Regions from separate parts of the Sus scrofa genome. Here region 2 is linked to region 1. A link is a contact called in public Hi-C data. All regions are on one chromosome and are shown on one strand. The core of a region is the stretch at or near the end of the contact, and the rest is flanking DNA. Distances in the headings are between cores, read along the strand shown. Region 1 has its middle 78 kb from the start of MALT1. Region 2 overlaps ALPK2 (alpha-protein kinase 2).

Region 1 (4,881 bases), core at 1,258-3,757:
AAAAAAAAAAAAAAAAAAAAAAAAATTGAAACATTTTTCTCAAAGGAGAAAGTACTTTACCATCTCTCAGGGTAAAAGTCACAGGTCACATTCCAAAAATTTCCAAAGGAGTTGACCTAAATTTAGTAATGTTGCTGTATTTGGCTCAACAGTCTTCTGACAGGGAAAGGTGTTTAGAAATATTTGTTTAAAGTATTTTCATTGGCTTTACTTTTTACCACATTCAACTTTGTGCAGAATTGTCACTTTTGTATTATGAAAATTAAGTGCCTTCCTCAAAGACTGATCATTTTTATAATATGTATCTTGCTGCCACACTGGGGTTCCAACATCACCCTCTGACCTCAGGGTCCTCTGTTCTATGCTCAGCATGGGTAGGTGGCTTTGTCTCCCTTCCCAATTATCTGTCCTAACAGCTGATATCACACCTGAGGCCAGTGCCTTTCAAGCTGTTCTGAGCAGCTTCTCTCTGGCAGCGTGGGACTGGGGCTCCCCAGCTCTGTTTCACCTGAAGTAGCTCAGCACATAAAATGCTGCATCTTCCATGTAAGCTTTGGTTTGCATAAAAAGCTTCTCAGTCAAAAGCGATGGATCTAGTCTCTGCTCACTAGACCCCACCACTGCTAGGGTAGCCACCCCCCTCATTCATACACACACCCCGCCATTCCCCGGATGCTAGGTGACTGGAGCAGACTACAGAGCTGAGAAAGAAGGGGAGGAAAAATCCCACTGAGCTTGAGGGCTTCCAGCCTCCCCATTAAGGGAAGGAGTTCAGTAGCCAGTCAGCTTGGGCTGCTTATGGCAAGAAAAGGCCACACAGGTGCCGACCAGCAGTTTCAGCAAACAGCACAAAACTCAGACTTGAAATCAATGCTGTCATTCAAGACGTGGCTCCCTGGTAGGTGGTGTTAACCAGGCAAAACACCATATGATACCTTCCCATTGGAATCAGTCAGTGCCAACTAGGTGTTGAGTTTTTTAAAACATGATTTTACACTTTGGGATCACCTGACCTCTGTGGTGGCATTCCCACCAGCAAGGCAAAGTGAGGGACACGCTGGGGTCAGCACGCTTATATGCGCCCTCCCTGGAAGCACACCTGTGCAGAAGGCCAAAGCCCAGTCACAGCGCCTTGTAAGGAAGACAGGCACTCCAACAGGTCCAGTGGTCAGGGATGCTGGCTAAGCTACCCAGACATCCATGTCAATGGCCAACCTCACCAGTGAGGCTTGGCTTCCAGCAAAAGACCCTGCATCTACTGCCAATGCTCCTTTCTGACAGAGGAGCTTTAGCTGTAGGAACACCTGGGTGGCTTGAGGCTCACCTTGCTGGTCTGGAGGCCATCCTAGCCCTGTTCATGGACTTCACACACCTCAGGGCTGACCCAAGATGTGTCGACGTGGTGGTGCGACTCTCCAGACTACCTTTACCCTCATTTTCGTGCCCTGGTCCCTTGTTGGCAGTTGCGGCCACCATGGGTGACCAAGGCCCAAGCTGGGGCTGGCCAGCAGAGAGGGCCGGGGACTGTAGAAAGCACATGACAGACTGAAAAGAATGTCACCAAATAATGAAGAGAGGAAGGGAGAAGAAAGCTAACCAGTCCTCGTGGGTGAGTGATGGGGGGTGGTGTTGGTGTCTGGCTGGGCCACAGGGGCAGCTAGCTTTCAAAATGCCTCTTTAAAGGGACACTATGGGTCCCGCTGTGGTGCAGTGGGTTAAGAAATCGACTGCAGCAGCTCAGGTCACTGCAGAGGCACTGGGTTAAAGGATCTGGCATTGCTGCAGCTGTGGGGTAGGTCGCAGCTATGGTTCAGATTCATTCTCTGGCCCGGGAACTTCCATATGCCATGGATGCAGCCATTAAAAGGGGGGGGGCACTATTAGTAGATGCTGCTGCCTGAGTCTGCAGAAGCTCTGAGCCTATCCTCCAGATGCCCGGGGCACTGAAATGGGAAGATGGGGGTCTCCAGAGTCCCCTTTAGGAATCAGTTACACATCCCTGAAGGCCCTCCACATCCTCAGCATCTGCACCCAGGGCCACCTCAGGCTTCTCCTTGCCCTCATGGATGACCTGCCGCAAGCTGGAGAAGAAGCAGTGGGACCCCCATTGTTCCAACACTGCCTGAGCTCAGCCAGCTTTCTAAGCACAGGGCCCACAAGCACCCAGTGCAGGTTCTGCCCTCTGTGGAAGAACAAGAGAGGCGCCTCCTAGAAGCCTGGCTCCCACAGATTCCACCCATGGAACTGGTTCAGGAAGGTGAACAGGTTCTGCACGTGGTACCCCCAGCACACCTGCACACCATCCACGTGCAGGCCGATGACCCAGGTGGGCTCTGCTGGCAGCTGTAGCTCTGAGTGGCTGCCTTCTGCCCTGAAGCATCATCTCCAGGCTGGCACACATGCAGCTTGAAATCCAGGACACTGCACTCACTCGGAGGCGGAGGGCAGCTTCTACAGGAGATATGTATGAGCTGGCTCGCATGTTCTGCATTCTCCTTCACTCTCTGAGCTGTTGCTGCTGACTCATGCTCCAGGGTCAGAGTGTTTAAGCTGGGGAACTACAACCTACACTCTAGAACAAGACCTCAGATTACTTTTTTTCTTTCTTTCTTTTTTTGGCATGCTGAAGTTCCTGGGCCAGGGATCAAACCTGAGCAACAAAAGTGACAATCCCAATTCCTTAACCATTAGGCCACCAGGGAACTCAAAACCTCAGATTTCTTTAGCCACTCAGATTCTTCTAACTGCAGGAAGCTTCCTGATAGAAACATGATCCTACCAAGAAGAGGCATCCTGAGATGAAGAGGGCAGCCTCCCTGGGTTCAAAGACCAGCTCTGCAGCCTACTTACCCTGAAGCTTCAATTCTCGCCTTTGTGAACAGTATCGTCTACCACAGGGTACTTGAGAGAACAAATAAGGCAGGCATATAGTAAAAACTCAGTACCTGTTACTAACAGTTTCACCAAAATAAAATGTGGGCCACCCAAAAGGTCATTAAACTGCAGAGAAAAGAAAGGTTTAGAGGGTTGAATGGTACCCCCCTGCCAAAAAAAAAAAAAAAAAAATCTCCTAACCCCCCAGAACATGTGGCTGGGACCTTATTTGGAAATAGGATCCTAGCAGATGTAATTAAGTTCAGGATCTGAACACAAGATCATCCTGGGTGAGGGTGGCCCCTAATCCAAGGATGAGGGTCTTTCTAAGAGAAGAGAAGACAAGGGCACAGAGAAGGCCGTGTGAAGAGGCAGGCACAAACCGGAAAGGCGAGGAAGGATTCTCCCCTAGAACCTTCCAAGGGAGAATGAACCGGCCAAGACCTTAATTTCCGCCCAGTAAACTAGTTTGAGATTTCTGGTCTCTAGAACTGGGAGAAAATAAATATCTGTTGTTTTAAGACACCAATTAAGTGATCATTGGTTATGACAGCCCTAGGAAATGAATAGATTAGCAGCTCACAGGCGAACCAACCCTCCGTCAGACTCCAGCCCCAACCTGCCTTTGGAAGGACACTGATGACAGGAGAGGGGGCAGAGCAGGTCCTGAGCGCAATCACGGCTCTGGTTTCTATTGGAGTTGACATGTTTCTGTATCAGTCTCTCGCGCCCCCTCCTGGCCTAAAGCCAGAAGTACACCCCCTCAAGTCCAAGCTATGTCAGATGAAATGGGAGAACAGAGGGGATCTCAAAATTTAAAACAGAAATATGTTCATAAGAAAAAAAATTTAGGAGTTCCCGATGTGGCTCAGCGAAAACGAACCCTACTAGGATCCATGAAGATGCGGGTTTGATCTCTGGTCTCGCTCAGTGGGTAAAGGATCCGGCGTTGCCATGAGCCGTGGTGTAGGTCACAGATGCGGCTCAGATCCCACACTGCTGAGGCTGTGGTGTGGGCTGGCAGCTGCAGCTCCAATTTGACCCCTAGCCTGGGAACCTCCATATGCTGTGGGTGTGGCCCAAAAAGGACAAAAATAATTATTATTCGTTGAAAATCAAGATTTTCAACAAATACTAATAAACTTATAAGGTGCCTACCATGTGCCATATACTGTTCTAAGTGCTTTACACGAATTGTATCATTTACGTTAAGACACCCCCTAGGAAGCATATTATTACTCTTATCATCCCCATTTTACAGATGAGGAAATCGAGACAGAGAGGTAACTGGCCCAAGGTCAGCTAATGAATAGCACAGCTGGTCTAGGGATCCAGGCTGTTTGGCAACAGAGACCTGCGTCTTGTTTGAATGGCAGGAAGCTGTCAGACAAGAGGAGGTAAGGTAGGCGTTAAACATGGACAGAAAGTCAGGAACAAGACCAGGGTGGGCTTTGTATTCCATGTTGTTTTGTCATCACCCTCTTGGCAACTGGCTGACTTTGAAGGGGGGTCAGACAAGGGCAGGATAGCATCACCTTAACAACATTCTGGAAATTCAGTCTGGCTGCGGGATCAGGCGGAAACAACCTGGGGTGGGCAAGCTGTTCAGAGACTCTTGGAATGAGGGGGGACAGAGATGGGGCAGCGCACCCAGAACTCCGTTTGGAAAGGAGATGGGGACATGTGGCAAAGGACAGACAGCTGATGAGCACACACGGTGACGCTAGGAGCCAAAGCCCACCCTTTGGGGGACAGCTGAAGGTCACCTGGCTCTCCGGGGAGAGTGCCCAGTCCTGGTCTCTTGGAGATGGCTTGCGGGTGGTGATGCCATCTGCACATCACTGAAGAGTGGCTCAGACCCCAGTGAGAAACTCTGGGGCCCGAGGAGAGGAGCTGGTGAAGAATCTGCAGAGAGGCCTTCCAGGACCTTGGGTCTGCCCAGGCCTCCGGGGCCTGCCTGCCCGTCTCTGGGCCTGGCCTTGCCTTAGGTTCTCTCCTCTCCAGTCC
Region 2 (4,563 bases), core at 1,144-3,643, 190 kb before region 1:
CAAAAAGCAAGAACCACACCTCTTTGCACACTACCAAGGCTGCCTGCTGCCGGTGACTCCTCATTTTCTCCTTAAAGCTACTCTGATGTTCACTTCACTCACATTTGATTGTCATTGACGTGCTAACTGAAGAAATTTAGTATTTAACTTCCTTGTGCTATAAACTCCATGAGTGCTAGGACCCTTCATCCATTCAACAAGTTTTTAATCAAACAGCTCCAAGGTGCTGGGAAGCATCTCACATGATAGAATGCAATACAGGTAAGATGCCCACCTGCAGGGAACTCCATCTTACACTGTGATCAAGGCTTGTTACTGTGGTTGGCACCAAGCAGGAGCCCTAAGCACTTGTTGAAAGAATGAGTAAATGAAGCATGGACCAGTTGAGTCAAGTCTACCCAGTGTCATCCATTAAACCTCCGAATTTGAGGGTTTGGGCTTTTATCTGCTGTCTTTGGGACAGATCTTAAGAGACTTCTAACCATAAGCAGGGTCACAATTGGTTCACATCTTGGTACTCTAAGAAACATTGTTTACTGTTTTTTCCCCATCATTTTAAAATGGAAAAGGGAAAATTTCTGAGAAAGGTCTAAGCTGTCCAGGAGTTTAATGTGTACATGGCTTCACTTCTACACCTGAATAGGTAGAGGTTTTTCCTTTATTAATTTGGTTCATTTATATATATATATATATATATATAATGAGCTGTAGTACACATCTATTGACCATTATACATACAAAGTTTGGGTAGCTTCCTGGACATGATTTGAGCTGTGCAGGAAGATTGGTTGAAAACACCACAACCCTCTGAGGTTTCCTCCCCTGCCTGAATTTCCACTGCCTATGTCAGTCGTTATTTTAAGATCTTGCCATCATCACAGCATCAGTGCCAAACATTTATGGACTAGCTGCCATGTGTAGAATTCTCTGGAAAAAACTGTCAAGTGCTTGGCAAAGGGCTCAAATTAAAAGTCCCCTATTTGCCTGGATGTCGCCCACCCAATACTGCTTACTAGCCTATCAGACTAGTCTGCAGAGGACAAAACACAGGACAGGTAAGCTTTGATTAGTGTGGCTTGGTCACTGGACTGTCACAGCCATGGTATTGTGCCTTGATTTACAAAGCAGTGGTGTTCCTACTAAGGTTTGCTCCTTCCTCCCCCTTCTCTATAAACTCCGACTTTAAAGGAGCCCAGTGAAGCCCCATGGAGGAAGAAATATGGTGAATCCTTGACCATGGACAACTCATCCACTTGAGTATTTACTGAGCATCTACCATATATGCTAAGCTCTGTGCTAAGGACTGGGAAGCATCAGTGAGCATCACCAAGACAGCTGGCCTTTTGGAAGTGAGGTTCCAGCAACAAGCCTTACTGGTTGGTCCACTGCAGATGTGAAATTCCATAAAATGTGATGGTCACCAATGGGATTTGCTTGAAGTGGAGCCTTTAACAGCGCAATACTTACTTGCCAAGGCTCAAGGCATTAGTTCCAAGGCCAGGCTCCTTGGAGGCCAACTCAGAAAGGGAAACCACAAGACTCACACATTTCAAATGAGTCAGACCTTTTCTCTCAGGGAGAGAGCTTAGTTAAATCATCATGAACTCCAGCAAATGATTCTCTTACTGCTCAGCTATTCTCATGGAGTGAGTGGCAGAACTCAGGTGGCTTTGTTGGGTAGGAAAATTATTCTCATTCAGGTGCAGGGGAGGAGGGTTTAGGGCTCTAGGTGGAAACACCCAGCAAAGTGTGGGGACTCAGCACTGGCCACCTGCTTCAGCCCATATTGCATGCATGACCCCAAGTAATCTCTTTAGCCTCTGTGACCCTCTGTCTCTTCCTCTAAGACTAACCACACGCACGTCAGCACTCTGGCACTCACTGACACTCGTTTCCCTTGTTCTGTGAAAAGACAGTAGGGGCTAAGGCAGAAAACGGAGCCAACTCCAATGAGCAGAGCAGTGTGCTTTTGGGGCTTTATGTTCACTCATGATATAATAAGTCTGAAATACTGATACTAGCATCTCTTCTTTACTGATGAGGTCAAGAGCCTGGCTCCAATCACAAAACAGAAACCCCGGTAAGTAAGGGAAGCTGAGCATTAGGAATTGCTAACTGCAATAGGATAACTGCAATGTACCAGGAAAGCCTAAAGGTGCACTAAGGGAGGTGGGGTCCCAAGGAGGGACCACCTGGAAGGGGCACAGACCTAGCTGGAGGTATAACCAGGCCATCCAACAGCAGAAGTTTGATGAGATGGCGAGGCCAGAGCTGGTCTGGAATTGCTGGGTGAGCAGTACACCACCTTTCTGTGTGAAGGCAGGAAGCCAGCGGTCAGCACCCAGCGTGCAGTCGTACAGTGGGAGTCGGGGACCAGCAGAGGCTTGACAGAGCGGGTGAGCGACACGCAGTGGGGGTAGGGAGAGGGAACGACAGCCCATATATAGCCCTTGTGGGGGCTGGTGGAAGGAGTCTGGATATTGGTGTTGGCAGGAAGCCCTAAGTAGGCTGGCCACGCGAAGCTGTGGTTTCTGAGTCGAGGGCTACAGGAAGGTTATCATTAGGCCAAGGCTACCAGGCTGCAGATGGACCATGTTCCGGGCTCTGTGGCTGGGCAGCCTCTATGGGATGACCTCCACCCTCATCTCCCTGACCCCACAAGCACTGCTGAGAAGAAAAGGACTCCTCTTCCGCCCACACCCTCTGCCGAGCGTCACATCGAAAAGGAGGGATGGGAATGGAATTCTGTTATCACCAAGCACATACTGAAGGGTGTTTTTGGAACTGAGAGGCAGTAATTAAGAACTGGCCTTGAGATCACTGATGTCAGGGTTAGAAATATCTCCCCAGGGTCCCCATAGTCAATGGCAGAGCCAGGATTTAAAGCTAAGTCTATCTGGCTCAAAAGGCCTTTCAACTCGGGCTTTCTAACAAGAGTAATTAAAAGAAAATCCCACTGAAGGGCTGGGAACACCCTCATTTAAACCCAGGACACCTGAGTTCTTGAGACACGTTGGTTTTACAACTATAATGGTCCTTATTCCACCCAACATGACCATGTGTTTATTGGCTTCCTCCCAAGCTGAGGACAGGATTGTGTTACTTGAATTTTTAGAACTTTAGGACATACTAAGGACCTAATATTGCTGAATGAATATACAGATGAATGAGTACAGGAGAGGGAAGGGTAGTCCAGATTTAGCAATACTTCCAAACCTGTTGTTTTGAAAGCAGCGTTAAGCTTGAAAACACTCTGCTTGCACAAAGGTCTCCCGCCCCATCTGTCCAACATGCCTGATTCTCCAAGCACCTTGTTTCTATCTGTTGGCCTTTCCAAAAATTCTGCCTAAGCATGCCCCCCCCACCCCCAAGCCCATGAAGGTGTGTCGTCTCTTCACCCACCCCCTGAAGTGCAGGCTTATCTTCATTAGTGGGAGTGTCCTGGATGCCACCAAGGGCATGACACTAATTTGAGTAGCTGACAATAGAAGGTGGATAAGATCCCTCCTTCTCAGATAGCTTGCAATCCAGCTGCAGAGACAAGATGTACGTGGAAAAGATAAATAGCCATTCTTGCCAAGCTGTGCTAGTGGCTAAAAGGATAGACATTAACGAGCAGAGCTGCTCCGGTGGTGGGGAGAAGGTCGCAGCTAAATACTCTTCCACTCAGTAGCTAAGATCCCTGCAGGGCAAAACCATGAGGCTGCTCTCACATTCTATGTATAAATGTTTAGGTGGGAGTTCCCGTCGTGGTGCGAGTTCCCGTCGTGGCTCAGTGGTTAACGAATCTGACTAGGAACCATGAGGTTGTGGGTTCGGTCCCTGCCCTTGCTCAGTGGGTTAACGATCTGGCGTTGCCGTGAGCTGTGGTGTAGGTTGCAGACGCGGCTCGGATCCCGCGTTGCTGTGGCTCCGGCGTAGGCGGGTGGCTACAGCTCCGATTAGACCCCTAGCCTGGGAACCTCCATATGCCACGGGAGTGGTCCAAGAAATAGCTAAAAAAAAAAAAAAAAAAAAAAAAAAAAAAATGTTTAGGTGATTCTTGGCTATTTCAGTACTGTCTCAGGAATGTTCTTCTATGATTAGAGTGGAAAGGAGTTAACTAATTCAACAGCATCCCCAATCCCCTTTCTCCCTTGACACCTCCAAGCAGAAAGCCTGGAAAGCCACAGATCTTCCTAGCCTCCTGCATAGCTAGAAGGGGCCAAGGGGTCAGCTAGTGAGACAGGGGGAATTCCACCAAGGAACATCCAGAGAAGCTTTGCTTTTTATGTAGACATATAAAATAGATATGGTGCAGACTTCGCCTACCCCCCTTCCTTCTTCCTGTGAAGATATGATGCATCTTCCAGTCCTAAGGCAAACAAAACAGCACAAGAATGAAAAGCCAGCAACGCTGTGGCTGGTGGAGCAGAGGACAGACTAGAGAGCTGACAGGCAGCCTCCCTCAGCCACTGGAGCACCCAGGTCTTCTACCCCCAGCCTTTTTGTGAAGTGAACAAAAGTCCTTCGGTTTGAGGCCACTGGGAGTTGGCAATTCTGTTAGCTGCAGCTAAAAGCTTT

The links. A called contact is a pair of places that touch in the nucleus more often than the background predicts.
Region 2: a contact with region 1 is called in a Hi-C map of embryonic fibroblasts, with 4 times the contacts expected there. The contact joins two enhancer-like sites. A contact is called at or near these places in 1 of 5 promoter capture datasets (liver), 31 of 47 Hi-C or Micro-C datasets (alveolar macrophages, blood, brain and 14 more) and 2 of 2 datasets of contacts at active chromatin or transcription factors (alveolar macrophages and skeletal muscle).

What each region holds. Positions count from the first base shown.
Region 1 is chr1:162,064,142-162,069,022 of Sscrofa11.1, reverse strand. No RefSeq gene overlaps it. Among named protein-coding and RNA genes, the nearest start is that of MALT1, 78 kb to the left of the region's middle. Within about 2 kb of position 2,507, at least 6 of the 83 cell types and tissues checked have an H3K27ac peak or open chromatin away from gene starts, as enhancers often do. A contact at or near this core is called in embryonic fibroblasts, where this site is marked.
Region 2 is chr1:162,257,936-162,262,498 of Sscrofa11.1, reverse strand. The region is part of intron 5 of ALPK2 (alpha-protein kinase 2); the gene reads right to left. Among named protein-coding and RNA genes, the nearest start is that of MIR122, 70 kb to the left of the region's middle. Within about 2 kb of position 2,393, at least 34 of the 83 cell types and tissues checked have an H3K27ac peak or open chromatin away from gene starts, as enhancers often do. A contact at or near this core is called in embryonic fibroblasts, where this site is marked.